Linked DNA regions of Mus musculus: all the other regions are linked to region 1. Evidence: chromatin contacts called from public HiCAR-type, HiChIP or PLAC-seq and promoter capture Hi-C data. All regions are on one chromosome and are shown on one strand. The core of a region is the stretch at or near the end of the contact, and the rest is flanking DNA. Distances in the headings are between cores, read along the strand shown.

Region 1 (3,522 bases), core at 426-2,925:
GTGCCAACCAAGGAAGTGAGAAAATTGGGACAAAGACAAAATGGGAACACAGAAAATTTGATGAAGCCTGAAAAATTCATATGCATCAGGCACTCTGTAAGGCTTCTACCTTTGCAGAAGAAAGGGAAGTGGTGACCTAGCACGTCAAACTGCCAAAGAAAACACATACTTACCTCAAATATTCAGGGAGTCACAAGACAACAGCCAAGCAGTTCTGAGAAGCAAAGCTCTTCCTGGTTTGGGGAATGGAAAGATCACCCTGCCCCCTCCCAGATTCTTTATAGAGCCTATTGGAACAGTTGCATCTTGCCTAGCTCCCAAGGACAAGCTGTGGAGAGCCACTTCTTTTCCATCTCTCAATTTAGATTGTAGCGTAAAGTCCAAAGCATATTTAGCAACCTCATCGCATGAGTGTTGTGTTTGAATCTGAGGTCTGGAACTGGTGTTTGCTCTCTTAATGATTTACTTAATCTAAAAAGAAACATACTGCATGAAGCCCTAGTCTTTTCCAGCACTTTAAAGATACACATTATCATCCACAAAATTAAGTCTCCCTATCATTATTCTATTGACCAATTAAAGAGACAAGTAATAATGAAACAGGTAAAAAGGAAATTTACTCATTATGGCCACATAGGGAATTGGAGGAAGCAAAAGGGTACAGTTATCACCAAGTCCACCGTCAGGAGTACTGACCAGAGGTTTAAGTCTATATAGAGAGCTAGAGATAGTTGTAAATTGAGCACTCCTGCCTGGTTAAGGTGTGATAGGACTGACCTAGCACTGTTTCGGCTCACTCCGGTCTATCTTGCAAAGTGGTCTGAGAAGTTGTCAGAGCTACGAATCCTGGGAGGCAAGCTCCTTCTCTGGATAGCGCTAGGCCTTCAGTGTTGTTTCCATTTCTCCAGGATGAAAATACCTAAAATTTAAAACATTATTTGGAGTATAATGTTTCAACAGTCTGATGGCCTGAGGGGCGCTAGTGTCTCCTCCCCTACCACAGTGGTTATGTTAGTGGTCTGGAGGACAGGTGGAGACTTTCCAAGTTCTCTTTCAATATTATTAATTTCAGTTGAGCTGTTAGGGCTAGTGAGGAGACTAGGCAGTCTAGGGTCAGATAAATATCACCGTCAATGCTTTTAATAGACAGCCAGATACTGAAGGCTTTCATGATGGTGACTCTCAACGACTTGTCTGACCATCTAGGAAGGAGGGAGAGATGGCATTTGGAATGGGATTGGGATCCACAGCCTCATAAAATAGCTCCAATTCTCAGCTCTCAGTGTTTTATCGCAATCTCCGCTCAGATTCAGTATGCACGGCTGAGGCATAGCCAGCCACAGTCAGGCCAAAACAAGACGTAAAGTGGGGAAGTCATGCTTGCTCCAGTGTTCAGATCACTCCTGTCAGACTGGAGCCGGAGCTGACAGGTTTGGTTGTGGTCAAGCTGCACATTTGAATCCAGCCAAGAGACCGGAGTGAAAGGTTCAAGCCAGGAAAAGACCTGAGTCAGGGGGTAAAAAGGCAAGGTCAGTGGATCAGGGCGGAGCCTGCGAACGGCTGGCGCGAGGTTGGGGCGGGCCCGGAGGCGGGGTCTAGTCCAGTGAGACTCGCGCCTGCGCAAGGACAGACCGGGAGGCGGGGCCGCGCACGCGTAGTGCGAGGGCCCTGGAGGGCGGAGTCCAGGAGGGTGCCGGCCTAGGGAGGGGGCGCGGCGTCGGTGAAGTCCGGCGCTCCCGCAGGCCGAGGAGGCGATGCTGGCTGCTGCGGGGCAGGCGGCTGGACAGACCGGGATGTGACGGAACTGCCTCTCGCCTCTCTCCCATCCTCGGGCGGGCAGGTCGCTGGGCGACCGGCAGCCGGGCCGCGGCCGAGGAGGCAACGCGACCTCCGCACGGTGAGAGTCGGGGGTCAGGGCCGGGGTCTCGGGGCGCCCGAGGCTGCCTGGCTCCGGGGCGCAGCGCGGGCGGACGGAGGGCCGGGTGTCCTTGGCCAGCAGCGCTCTGGGACGACCCTCGGAGCCCCCGCCCCCTCTCCCGAGCCGCCTGCTGTGCAGCGGGCAGGCCGGATGCCCCTGCTCGGTGGTGCTGTGACGGGAAGGGGCCGCGGGATGCCCGGGCTGCAGCCTTCCTGCACCGGGAAATCAGGGCGAGGCAGAGATGCCCTGGGATTTCAAAGCCTGGATGCTCGCGTTGGTGAGGGAAAGTACCTGAGAGCCCGGAATGAGTGGGATTTTTTTTTTTTTTTTTTTTTTAAATCACTGAGTCAAAACAAAGACACGCCCTAAAACACGTCTTGAGAACTTTGGTGGATTACGGGGCGTCTGTAGGTTCAGGTGCTTTACGCCCCTCCTCTCCCTCTTTTGGACGTCTATTTTTATACATTTTTTTTAAAAATGTACCTACTTTCTTGACAAAGTAAAGGGAGGGGGCAATCCATTTGAGGTGGTCGTTGCTCGTAAAGCCTGATTTTGAATTTCAATAATTGCAAATTCATCTTTGCTGGCTACCTAGCCAATTAGGTTTGCTGATCATAAAATAGGCCTTAGCCATGGAAATGACTAGTGCACAGACTCTTCGCCGTTCAAGATTGGAATGCCCTGTTTCACTTAAGGAGAGAGAAAAACCAGGTGGTTCACGCCTTTATCCTGGCATTCAGGACGCAGAGGCAGGTGGATTTCTGTGAGTTCCAGGCTAACCTAGTCTACATAGCAAGCTTCAGAATAGCAAAAACTACCTGGACCTTGTCTCAAAAAACCCAAGCTGGGGGAGGACGGTTATGAATGAGAATAAGCATTTACCTTTTTTTTTTTTTTTCAGAGTAGCCGTTTGAAAAAGCATTTTTTTTGGGGGGGTCAAGAACATTAAGTATTAGTGAGACATATGTATTTAGACAGTTGATTAAAGTATCATCATTTAGATTAAAAAACTGGAATCAAATTTAATGCAAAGGATAACTATAAAGTATGCGTTAAAATGTATAGTGTATAATTGGTAAGGGATGTAAACGTTGATGAAGGGTTTGCATTGGATGAAGTCAGTCTTCTTTCCAGACTTTATTAATGTTTGTCTCTCTTAATTTGTTAGAGTGCATTGCTCTTCTCTTATATGGTGGTTTTCTTCCTTGTTCTCAGCAACACTGACCTCAGTCTCTAGGTTAAAAATACTTAACAACCCTTAACCTGTAATTTGTTCTGTTTCTTTAATACGTCATAACAAGAAAGCCAGAAGCCGCCCTTCGCGCAGGAACTTTTTTATTCTACCTTCCCTCAGGTAGAATCTTTTTGCTTGTTGCCATATTGCTTTTACTATTGTGGGTGAAGAAGAGAATTTTAATTTCATGGTTAGAATTCCTTCAGTCTTTTCCAGTTTCTGGTGCTTGTCTGCGTTCTCGTTTCGTCTACAGTTACACATGTCCTCTCCATGGGACTGTTTGCAGTTCACAGACGATGGCATCTTCCTTTGTTTCCTGGGTCCAGAATTGTCTTCCTAGTAAACATCTTGCATCCCCGCTAGAGCATTG
Region 2 (3,522 bases), core at 474-2,973, 2.7 Mb after region 1:
CTGGTAGTAAAAAGACTACTGGACAGAACCGAGGCAGACAAAGGTCTAGTCCTGCAATTCTCAACCTGTGGGTCCCCCGTAACCCCTGAAGGGGTTGCATATCAAATATCCTGCCTATTAGATATTTACATAACTACTCCTAACAGTAGCAAAATTACAGTTATGAAGTTGCAATGAAATGAATCACTGTTCTAGTCTAACCTCTGCTCACTTGCCAATTCAACCTCCATCAAGACTCCTACTCAATACATTAAGTTTAAGCAACAGAAAAAAGGTGGTTTTTCTTTTAATAGTCTTTTTTTTTTTTAAAGCACCTTTAACGCTGTATGATTGTGTACTGTAGTGGAGAGAAAATGAAAAACGTATTTTTCTTCCCTAAAAAAAGGCTGTAAGCCAATCTACACACATCCCAAAAGTTTAAACCACAGGATACCCTGGTAACTACCAAATCTAACTGATTCAACTCCCTAAGGACTCTACCTTTTGCCTAGGCTCAATTCTGGTACTAGCCAGGACAAGAACACACCCCCAGGGCTATTTCATTCTATTGGCTGGCAGGCAGTTCTGTAGTCTACACCCTTTAGATTTAATGTCAGGTCGCCCTGTTTGTCAGAGACCTTACTCTGCTCGATATTTTACATTTTCCAAGGGGAGAAAAGAGGCACAACACAAAAAGCCATCAGTGTAAAATTATAATAATTTAGAAGATTAGTAAGCTGCGCTGGTTAATCAAACTTTCAAGATTCCAACTCCAAAAAGAAGATAATTTTTCTCTGTTCTTGTATCGTCGGCTGCTGGCGTTAAGGGTTCACGGTCTATGACATGACAGGCACCGAGGCTAAAGAAAAGCTGTACAGTGTCCTCAGTGAAGTCAGCATCAACACAAGCAGAGGCTTGGGGTGAAGACTTGCCCAGTAAAAAGGCTGGCATATTACGTGGTAGTTTTAGGGCGGAAAAAAAAAATCAGTATCCTCTAAGGCTGCCACACCCGAGGCGGGGGAGCCCGAAGCGGGGCACGGCCTGCAGAACTGGGCTGGGCCGAGTAGCGGCCCGGGCTACGGGAGTCTGGAGGGGAGGGAGGACAGAAAGGGGCCGGAGGGCGCTCACCTCCCTTGCAGGGCGTGCGGTGCTGGCTGTGCTGGGCCCGGTAGCCTTCGATGACCTCCCAGGAGCCGTCGTCGCGCCGGATGGGGAAGGAGAGGCTCAACACATGGTTGCAGGGCTTGATGATCCTCAGGATGCCGCGCACCCGGTTCCGCTTCTGCTCCTCGCTCTCCCGGGTCTTCAGGTCTTCCACCAGCTTGTCCTCTACGATGCTGGCGCCGCGGTCGAAGAAGCCCTCCACCATCTTGAAGAAGTTGGGGTCGTCTTCGCGGTCGGCGGCCGCTTCGCTGTAGTGGCGCCGGGCGACCGGCGTGAGCCCGGGTTGCGGGGCGGCGGAGGGCTGTCCGCGGGCCCAGCCCAGCAGCGCGGCTGAGTCTGCAGCCGCAGAGCCCAGGGCAGCGGGCCCGGCGCGGGACAGCAGCAGCGCTTCGCCCAGACGGCGGTACATGGCGGCGGCGGCGGGCTGAGGCGAGTGCGGCGGGAGCTGTAAAGACCGGAGCTCGCAGGCCTGGACCGCGGGGAGGAAGGGCTGGGCGCGAGCTGCCCTTTTAAGCCGCGGCTTCCTGCTTGTCTGGCTGTCCCCTCCCCTGCGCCGCTTGTCGCCCCACCGGGAGGACGGACTTCGGCGGCCGCGCGCCGCCCAGGGCGCTGGGCCTCGCCTCCGCCGCGGCCTTGCCCGGCCTCCAGGCGGCGGCGCGTGCGGCTGCGGCGGCGGGGGGCGCGCCTTTGCAGATGGGCTTGGTGCGCATGCTCGCGGGCGGGGGCGGGGCTAGCGTGGACGCGCGCGGGCTGCGGCCCGGAGGCCTGGGCTCCTGAGAGCGGTCGGACGCGGCCGCGGCCCGGAAGGTCGGTCCCGTGTGCACGCGCGGCGGCCTGGGAGGTGGAAGCGGACTGCAGGGAGGCCTCGCTGGCTGGCCAGCAGCCCCGGCCGCATGAGTCACCAGGCCCCTCCTTTCCGCCTTGGGCCGGAACGGTGTGCGGATCCGCTGCGCGGCCGGCCGGAGAGTGACGCCGCGCCGAAGCCGAAGAGGCGCGGGGCAAATCCCGACTCATCCCGAATCCGACTGTTGAGGAACCGGGAAAGCAAGAAGCCTCAGGACAGGAGGGAGGCCCTGACCCCACAGGCCTTTACTTTGCACAAGGTTTTAATTTGTTGTAGGCAACTTCAGCGATTTTGAGGTAAAACAGTTATGCAAAGCATTGTTGACTCTTTCGCGTGCCACTTTATTTTACCTTTTTTTTTTTTTGAAAAGTCAGGGCCCCTGTAGCCCAGGCTTGCCCAGAACTCATGGGAACTTGCCTGCTTCTGCTCCCCCAGCCCACTCCCCTGAGTGCTAGGATTACAGGCTTGAGTCAGCACACCCGCACATAGTTGTAACTCCACCATTGACTGAGTGTGTGCCCCTCTTTTGGAATCACGTCCTAAAGTAAACTAGAAATATAATGTCTCAGTATATATATTTAATTTCTGCGACTCACTTTATGGATCAGGCTGGCCTTGTCTGAGTGCCTGAGTGCTTAGATTAAAGGAATGTGACATCCTGTGTGTGTGTGTGTGTGTATATACACACACACATATATATACACACATATATATACATATATATATACATACACATATTATTTAAATGGTCTAGGATCTGATTACTAAGTTATAATTTTCACAATGGTAGCCAGGCTTGAGTGCTACACTCTGGGAACCCCAGAACCTGAGAGGTGGGGGCAGGAGGATAGAGTTTGATTCCAGCCTGGGCAACATGAGATACTCATTTTTCTCAAACAAAGCTACAAGAAAATCCAGTTGAACACACACACACACACACACTAACATCCTTTAAGTCAAGCTACCTATCACGTGCCACATTACTAGTAAAATCACCCCAGAGTGCCTTGGCGATTTTGTAAACCCTTGGACTTTGTGACACTATTCATCTCTTACATGACTTTATTCATCTACTAAGCATGAAAGAGAAATTCTTAGTTCTTAAAATGTTTTGTACACGTGAAGTGACAACCTAGACCAGTTAAGTTGCATTCATTTATCTCAGCGAACTCTAAAGCAATATTGAGCTTTCCTTCCCAGTGACTTATATCTTATCTTATTTGCTGAGTGATAACCGTTAACTGTATTTATTATGTATTAATATTAATTACATCAATATAAACAGTGGTTGATATAATAAAATATAGTTATATTTGTAATAAACAATAAATGATAACCATTAATTATATTTGTATTGTGTTTTTTTAGCAAAAAAGATTCTCCGGCCTGCAGCATGATTTTGGCTTGATGTGAAAAGATTAAGGTACCAAATTTCCTTTTCACTTGATAATATTATCACTCTATGATTTTATATTACACAAAACAAAACATTCTACCTAGAACCTAAAGTTTCAAAAGAATAAGACTCCCAAATC
Region 3 (3,522 bases), core at 257-2,756, 2.5 Mb after region 1:
GATGCAAGAAACCTCTCTGATATCACACTATTCCTTCAGTGCAGTGAGAATATTGCAATGACTCAAGACCCAGACAGCTCAGAAAAAAGACGAGAGAATGTGACTCAAATGTAACAAAAGACAATGGAGGCACTGATGGCCCTAAAGGCAAAAGCTGACGGAGGAGAAAGGGGGCACGAAGGACAGTTAGTTAAAACTAGAATATAAGGGACTGTACATATTTTCAGCTGAATATGAGGGAATACCGTGGGATCTAAGTTTTGTTTTGCTTTTTCCCTCCAGGCCAGAATGTGTGTAAATACACAAGTATGAAGTGCCTGGCACAGTTTCTTCCTTCACTCTTTCTTCTGTCTATTTTAAACAATTTCCCAAGAGATTTATAGTTTTCTCAGAAAAGTGAATTAACAGAACGAATACGAAATATTTGTTGAAATACTTAAACGGAAGAGGTTATATATTTAACGACTGGTTTAAAAAGGGATTATCTTTTCCTTCTTCATCCACAGGCCACTGAATACTTTTAAGGGCATTTTGCATGGCGAATGAGAGGGGAAAGGGAGAAAAGAGGTAGTGACAGTTCTTTGCATTTTTCTAAAAGGATGGAAAGAGCCTCGGGAGGGTATCCGAGGTCACTCGGCTGAGCCAAAGGTGGATTGAGAGTCGTATTTATAGTCCGCTGACTTCAGTTCAGCCGGCTCTCGCCGCTCCTTATCTTACGCCCGAGGAATTCGCAGGCCCGCGGATCACAAGCCACCCCAGCGGCGGGGCCCCCGGGCCGAAACCAGGCTTTCGCTACGTGATCCGGAGAACGCGTGCACCTCCACGTTCCTCCCGGCGGGCCAGAACCAGAGAGCACCGGGGGACGGGGAAGGGAGGGGGTGAGTAATGAATGCAGTGTGCCTTACATCTTTCTTTGCAACCACAACTACGAGACGGGCAACCGATCCCGCACCGGGAGCCTCGGTGCCCTCGGAGCCACCGGGCCGCTTCTCCCGTGGAGCCCGAGCTCCGGCTCTAGAAGGAGTGTGCCCGCATCGTCCACTTCACGCAGCTTTGCCCCAGTGGGCCCCTCCGTCACGCGTGCGGTGGCGGCGGCGGCGTGCGCTGAGGGGCGACCCCCTCCCCTCGGCAAACCTGGCGCCCCCGTGCCGGCGGCCGGGCCTCCTTCCCGGCAGAGGGGCGCCGAACTCCACGGGCCCTTCGGGCGCTTCCGCCGAGCTCTCGGCTCGGTTCGTGTCCGGGGCGGGGCCGGCGCCCCGGCGCGGGTGCGCGCAGAGCTGGCGGGCCCTTCCCAGTGCGCGCGCGCCGGCGCCTCTTGCTCGCCCGAGCCGCCCCTCCCCCCTCCCCCGCTGCCCCTCCCCCGCCCCGCGAACGAGCGAGCGTCCTCCGCGGCTGAGGCGGCAGAGATTGGAATCTGCTTGCCCGCCGCGCGGAGGAGGAGGAGGAGGAGGGCGGAGGGAGGAGGGAAGGGCGGGGAGGGAGGCTCGAGCTCCCGCGCGTCGGCCCCGCGCGAGACGACGACTGTACGGCCGCGCGAGGGGCGACCGGGCCCGGGCCGCTGCACGCCGAGGGCGGAGGCCGAGCCGGGCCCCGCCGCCCCGCGGCTGTCCGTGCCCGCCCGCGCCGAGCGCCGGAGGATGAGTTTCTCGGGATCCCGGTGAGTTGGCGGGTGGCGACGGAGTGCGGGTGCGCCGCGGGAGGCCGGCGAAGTTTGGGGGCGACGGTGGCGGCGCAGGGGAGGCCGCGACGCGCCTCCGCGGGGCCTGCGGGAGAGACCCCCCGGCCCCGCGGCCCGGCCCGCCCGCGCTTGCCCTTTTGTTCGCCTTCGCACCACTCCGGGGACGCTTCTGGAAGCCTTAAATGGGAACGGTGCTCTGCTCCCGCTCCGGAGCTGCGCGGCGGCTGCTGCGGGGACTGGGTCTCGGGACCCTGCTAGAGAACGAGAACGAAGCGTGTTCAGTGCGGGGACGGAGGCCGGGCGAAGTGCTCGGCCCGCCCGCCAACTTGGCTGCGGGAAGGCGCCGGGTTTCCCCCTCCGTCCCTGCGAGTTGGTTCACCTGTTGTTCTGCGCGGCCTCCGCTGCCATGTCTGTTGTGATTCTGCACTTCGATTTCGTAAAACTTTGTGCTGGGTTGCGTTACATCCCCCCAACCCCCGTTTCAGACTCCTAGCGGAAAGATCTGGCAAAGAAAAGGAAAATTAAAAATTAAAAAAAAAAAACCAAAACCAAAAATCCCAAACCTCCAACGCGGCAGGGAAGAAAAATAATAACGCCGTGTGTTAGTCGTGCCTGGCGTTTTTGTGACTTGTAAGTCGTGGTGTGGATCTTTTTCATTTGGTTAAAGAGCTGCAGGCTTTCTCTTTTAAACAGCTTACAAACCGTTCTGACTACATGATACGAACTTAGCACCGGTGTCACGCCATTTACTTCTTAAGATAACCCTGGTTATTGTATTCTTTGTTGCTTTAGAAGAGGAAACCGAGACGCAGAGGTTTAAATAACTTAGATAAGTGAGCCGGGATTGAACCCAGGGACGTCGTATTCAAGAGTATGGCCTTCTTACTAAAGCAAAATTGTGCAAAGACCTAGGAGCGTTGTCTAGTTATTCACGAACTCCTGTGTTGCTTCAGTTGTAAACCGACTTGTGTTTGCTCGTGAGGGGAAATTAAACTTCGAGATAAAATAAAAGGTAATTTAATGCTTATCATTGTTCTCGAACTAAAAGATGTTGAACAAAACTATCTTAGTTTTTGTTTTTTTGTTTTTTTTTTAGTGTCAGAACTAAACTATGAACACTTCTTGGGAACCCAGAGTTTATGGAAAACAGATTTAAAATTGGAATGGGTTTTTAATTAAACCTGTACTCTGTTTTATATCCTCGCCGCCGCCCCCCCCCCCCCAAATCTAGGGGGAGACCTTTTTAACTTTCTTTCCTTCTCCCTACCCTTTTAAGAGTGAAGAGTTCACTGGTTGATCTTTGGTTTGGATTTCTTCTCCATTCTATTTTCCTTCTAGAGGACCTCCTCCCACTTACTAGTTAACATTTTGATTCATTTCCTTTTCTTACCGATTGGGGCATGAATTATCCTCTCTGTTGTCTTGTTGTTTTTGTTGTTGTTGTTCCTGTTGTGTTGATACAGAGTTTCAATACATAGCTCAGGCTGGCCTTCAAGTGGCTGTAGACCAGGCTGGTATTGGATTTTTAAAAGTACACATGTACTTAGGATCTTATAGTTTACAAAAACTTTTCTATAATTTTGCTCTTCTCTCAGGCTGTTATATTTTCTTTTCAAATCATATTAACATTTTGAAGTTTTTTCTTACAAAAGTAATAAATAGTCACTAAAGAGAAATTGCAAAATAGAGCAAAATTGAAGTAAGATTAGAGTGCAGTCATCCATAACCCGTCCTGTGGAGGCTGCCAGGAGTGGACTTATTTTTCCTGCTCCGACTCTGGTGACCATCCATCGACTTAACTCCTTGTTGACAGGATTTCACATTCACAAAGGAGCTGTAGCTTA
Region 4 (3,522 bases), core at 393-2,892, 2.2 Mb after region 1:
CTTGAACTGTGGTCCAAGGATGAGAGGCAGCACGTGTAGTAGTGTAGATAGAAAATGGCTGGGATCTCAGTTGTGCACTTTGCTCTCCTCCAGTCTAGCTTTCCTTCTGTGTGATTCTAATATATCACTCATAACACCTAAAAATAAATGTCTTTACTATGAGTCCGGGTGTGCTATTTCCATCTGGACACGCAGTAGCTCATGCATGGCATACGAGCGCTGTTCAGTGAGCCAAAGGCTGCGTACAGGATGTGGTTTGACCAAGTCTAGTGTATATATAGCAGGAGATTGGGACAAGAGAGCTATTTTTATAAGAACTGTGCTTAAGTTTTCATCCCAGATGACAGAAGTGTGAAGTAGAAGAGGCTGGAGAAGTGGTGCACATGCCTGTGGTATTTGGTTCTTGCTGTTGCATTTTCCACGGGATGCCATGCAACTATCTAAAATGCTGACAACTGTAACCTCCCAAATTTGTCCTCTACTATCTCAATTCAGTCACCAAATGCCATCTGAAGGCTCACATGGCCAGTCATGCAAAAATACATGCTCAAGTAGTTTAGAAACCTGTTCATGGTCTACGGGTTCAACTCAGGATGTGGGTTCCACCCCAAAGCCAGGCCCAGACATACTGACGATACTAAATGTCTAAACCTAAGTTCCAGAGAAGTGTTTGTTTGTATGTATGTATGTTTGTTTGTTTGTTTGTTTAGGTGGTGGTAATACAGTGCTACAGTCCTGGGATGAACCCCAGGGCCTCAATGCATATTAGGCAAACTTCCTACCACTGATCTATTGTCCCATCTACCCTTTCACACCTCCTGGGTAACTGGCATTGCAGTTGTATGTCAGCAGGCATGGCTATAAAGATCAGTTTTATGTGTGTTGTCAGGGGTCAGGGGTGGCACAAATCTATAACAAATCCCAGCACCAGGAGGCTAAGGTGGGAAGATCAAGAGCTTTAGACCAGACTGGACTATAAGATTCCATCTCAACAAACAAGTGTTTAGGTTCAAATGCCAAAAGCTTTAACAGTGAAAGGACAGGTGTAGTGCCACACACTTGTAATCACAGCATTTGGAGAGTAGAGGGAGGGGAATCGGAAATGCAAGGTCAGTCTCTACTGTACAGCAAATTTGAGGCCAGCAGGGCTGAAACCCTCTGTCAAGGAGATAAAGAGAGAGGAATGGGGAACGGAGGGGAAGGAGAGGGGAAGGAGAAGGTGGGGGAGAGGAGGAGAGGTTTAGAGGGAGAGACAGACAGAGACAGAGACAGAGAGACAGAGGGGGAAGGATAGAAAGAGAGGAAGAGAGGGGGAGGAAGAGAGAGACAAAGAGAGAGAGGGAGGAGAAAAAGGGAGAGAGACAGAGAGACAGAGACAGACAGAGAAAGAGAGGGAGGGAAAGAGGGTGGCAGGGAGTAAGAGAGACACACACACACACACACACACAGAGAGAGAGAGAGAGAGAGAGAGAGAGAGAGAGAGAGAGAGAGAGAGATTTTCAGTGAGGTCCTAAGCAGTGTCCACCCAGGTCCTTGAACTATTTCTTCTAAACATGATGCTTACCCCAGGTTTTCTAGGTTTCTCCATTGACTGTCCCCCTTAGAAGATTATTTTAAGGTCACCTTTGTCCAATGTTCACTCTTTCAGCTGTATAAATATTACCCAATAAGTCACATTGACTTTCTCCTGTAGTTTTGCTACCTCTAAGTTAATAATTTGCTTAGTTTTCTGACTAGTCAGGGAAGTCTGTCCGACACACAAATTGCATTATCAGTCACTCAACCTGGAGGTAGCCTCTCAGATTAATCTTGTTTTTCTTAACTAAAATCTTCCTAGAGTGTTAATGCTTCAAATTACCGCTTCTTTGGGACTTCATTTTCTTTTATGTGTGTATGCCAGTGTTTCCCTGATTTGCCCAGTCTGCTTTGAACCACAATCCTGCAGAATCAGTCTCCCAAGTGCTGAGATTCTGAGCCTGCATCATTGAACACAGCTCTCTAGATCCTTAAATGGGATTTTCCTTGCTAAGACAAATTGGAATTTATTTTTAGCAACTGGTCAAGATAAAGTTATTCTAAGCTACACTCCTAACATGTTGTGTATTGAAACATGAACAAAACCAGTTTCCTGACATCAACAAACTCTGGATGGGGTGACTCGGGAACCAACAAGAAGTAATACCACCAGAGGAGGAGGGATCGGGGTGCCGGAACCGGCTTGGGCATCGAATAGATATGGATTTAATCCTGGTCCTTTCTGCCTCTGTGTGAGTCTAACTGGGCATGATAGGCTCTCCCCACCATGAATGTGAAGCTGGTGAGAGCAACAAGAAGGGAGCCTTACCTGCAGCAGCTGAAGATCACATAAGGCTCGTTTCCAAGTCAGCATATTCTGAGACCGATGGTGTGCAGGACCAGCGTAGGGTGCAACACTCAGATGATAATGGAATTACAATGATCTCACTTGCTGAGGGAGGGCTTCTGAAACATTCTCCACCCGTGACCTCTTTACACCTGTGTAGAAGTTTTGTCCTGGTTCTTTCTACCTCCCAGCCCCATGCTCCCAGGAATTAAGACTCAGGCTCAAAATATATTTATAAATATCTTGGCCATATAACTAGGTTCTTATCTGAGTAGGTCATAATTTATGATTACCCGTTTATTTTAATCTATATTCTGCCATGTGACTAGTCACCCGTGCTCAGATACCATGTGTCTGTCTTGTTACATCTTCCCAGGCAAATCTCCTGCTCCTGGCTCCCAGAATCCTTTCTGCCTCCCGAATGTCCTACCTATTTTGTGCCTAAGCCATAGGCTATCAGATTTATTTTGTCAAGTGTACAACCATACAGACATAAGATATTTTTTATATATACATGTGAAATTATTTTTATTACCTTGATTGATTGATTGATTGATTGATTGTGTATGTGCACATGAGTATGCACACAGCGTGGCTTGCACGTGGAGGTGAGATGACAACTTGAGGGTATCAGTTCTCTCCTTCTGCCTTATGGGACAGGGATGGAATCCAGGTGTTTGAGCTTGGCACCACTTGAGACTCAGTTTCTATTTGACCTTGGAGACACACTGATATAAAGTAGGTATACAAATCATTTGCTGGCAGTAGCTCATAAAGTTTCTTTTTAAGTCCATGATTCATGGATAATTTTACTACTTCGTAAAGACAAAAGAAAACCTGTATTCTAATGAGGTAGATGTGCTTATTTATTTTTGCATAAAGAATTAAATGTTGGCTGAGTATGTAACACTGCCAACGTTTTATTTTATGATTCTCTGTGCTGATAGTATCAGTTTGCATAAAGACATAGTATAAAATGACAGATTGTGTCACAGTGATTTATTGGAAATTCTGTCCTAATCACAGAACAAACTTCACTGAGCAACGTATGTGTGTGTGCGTGTGTGTGTGCGCACGCGCGTGTGCGTGTGTGTGTGTGTGTGTGTGTGTGTGTGTGTGTGTTGGAGGTAGTGAGGAGATTATGGGTGTGCCAGTCAGCT

Evidence for each region. Promoter capture Hi-C pulls out the DNA fragments that hold promoters and counts their contacts. HiCAR-type assays count read pairs that join an accessible place to other places. HiChIP or PLAC-seq counts read pairs in DNA pulled down with a chosen protein or histone mark.
Region 2: an H3K27ac HiChIP or PLAC-seq map of thymic regulatory T cells shows a contact between it and region 1, with 19 times the contacts expected there. The contact joins the promoter of Glud1 here to the promoter of Ccser2 in region 1. A contact is called at or near these places in 3 of 39 promoter capture datasets (the C10 cell line, liver and pre-B cells), 5 of 484 Hi-C or Micro-C datasets (CD4 T cells, CD8 T cells, double positive thymocytes and 1 more), 5 of 115 datasets of contacts at active chromatin or transcription factors (astrocytes, embryonic forebrain, extraembryonic endoderm stem cells and 2 more) and 2 of 9 other capture datasets (adipose tissue and liver).
Region 3: a HiCAR-type map of astrocytes shows a contact between it and region 1, with 6 times the contacts expected there. The contact joins the promoter of Bmpr1a here to the promoter of Ccser2 in region 1. A contact is called at or near these places in 2 of 39 promoter capture datasets (hippocampal neurons and pre-B cells) and 3 of 115 datasets of contacts at active chromatin or transcription factors (astrocytes, embryonic forebrain and extraembryonic endoderm stem cells).
Region 4: a contact with region 1 is called in a promoter capture Hi-C map of pre-B cells, with 18 times the contacts expected there. The contact joins the promoter of A930038B10Rik here to the promoter of Ccser2 in region 1. A contact is called at or near these places in 13 of 39 promoter capture datasets (the 3T3-L1 cell line, the C10 cell line, cranial neural crest and 7 more), 2 of 484 Hi-C or Micro-C datasets (CD4 T cells and pre-B cells) and 7 of 115 datasets of contacts at active chromatin or transcription factors (astrocytes, embryonic stem cells, extraembryonic endoderm stem cells and 2 more).

What each region holds. Positions count from the first base shown.
Region 1 is chr14:36,966,917-36,970,438 of GRCm38.p6, reverse strand. It overlaps Ccser2 (coiled-coil serine rich 2), which reads left to right and starts at 1,675. Exons shown (of 11, transcript NM_027045.1): 1 at 1,675-1,897.
Region 2 is chr14:34,308,928-34,312,449 of GRCm38.p6, reverse strand. Glud1 (glutamate dehydrogenase 1) reads right to left here and starts at 1,723. Exons shown (of 13, transcript NM_008133.4): 1 at 1,108-1,723. The coding sequence starts at 1,552. Shld2 (shieldin complex subunit 2) reads left to right here and starts at 1,933. Exons shown (of 10, transcript NM_001360074.1): 1 at 1,933-2,283; 2 at 3,356-3,410.
Region 3 is chr14:34,500,530-34,504,051 of GRCm38.p6, reverse strand. Bmpr1a (bone morphogenetic protein receptor, type 1A) reads left to right here and starts at 1,506. Exons shown (of 13, transcript NM_009758.4): 1 at 1,506-1,657.
Region 4 is chr14:34,758,315-34,761,836 of GRCm38.p6, reverse strand. A930038B10Rik (a long non-coding RNA gene) reads right to left here and starts at 1,642. Exons shown (of 5, transcript XR_001781218.2): 1 at 1,565-1,642.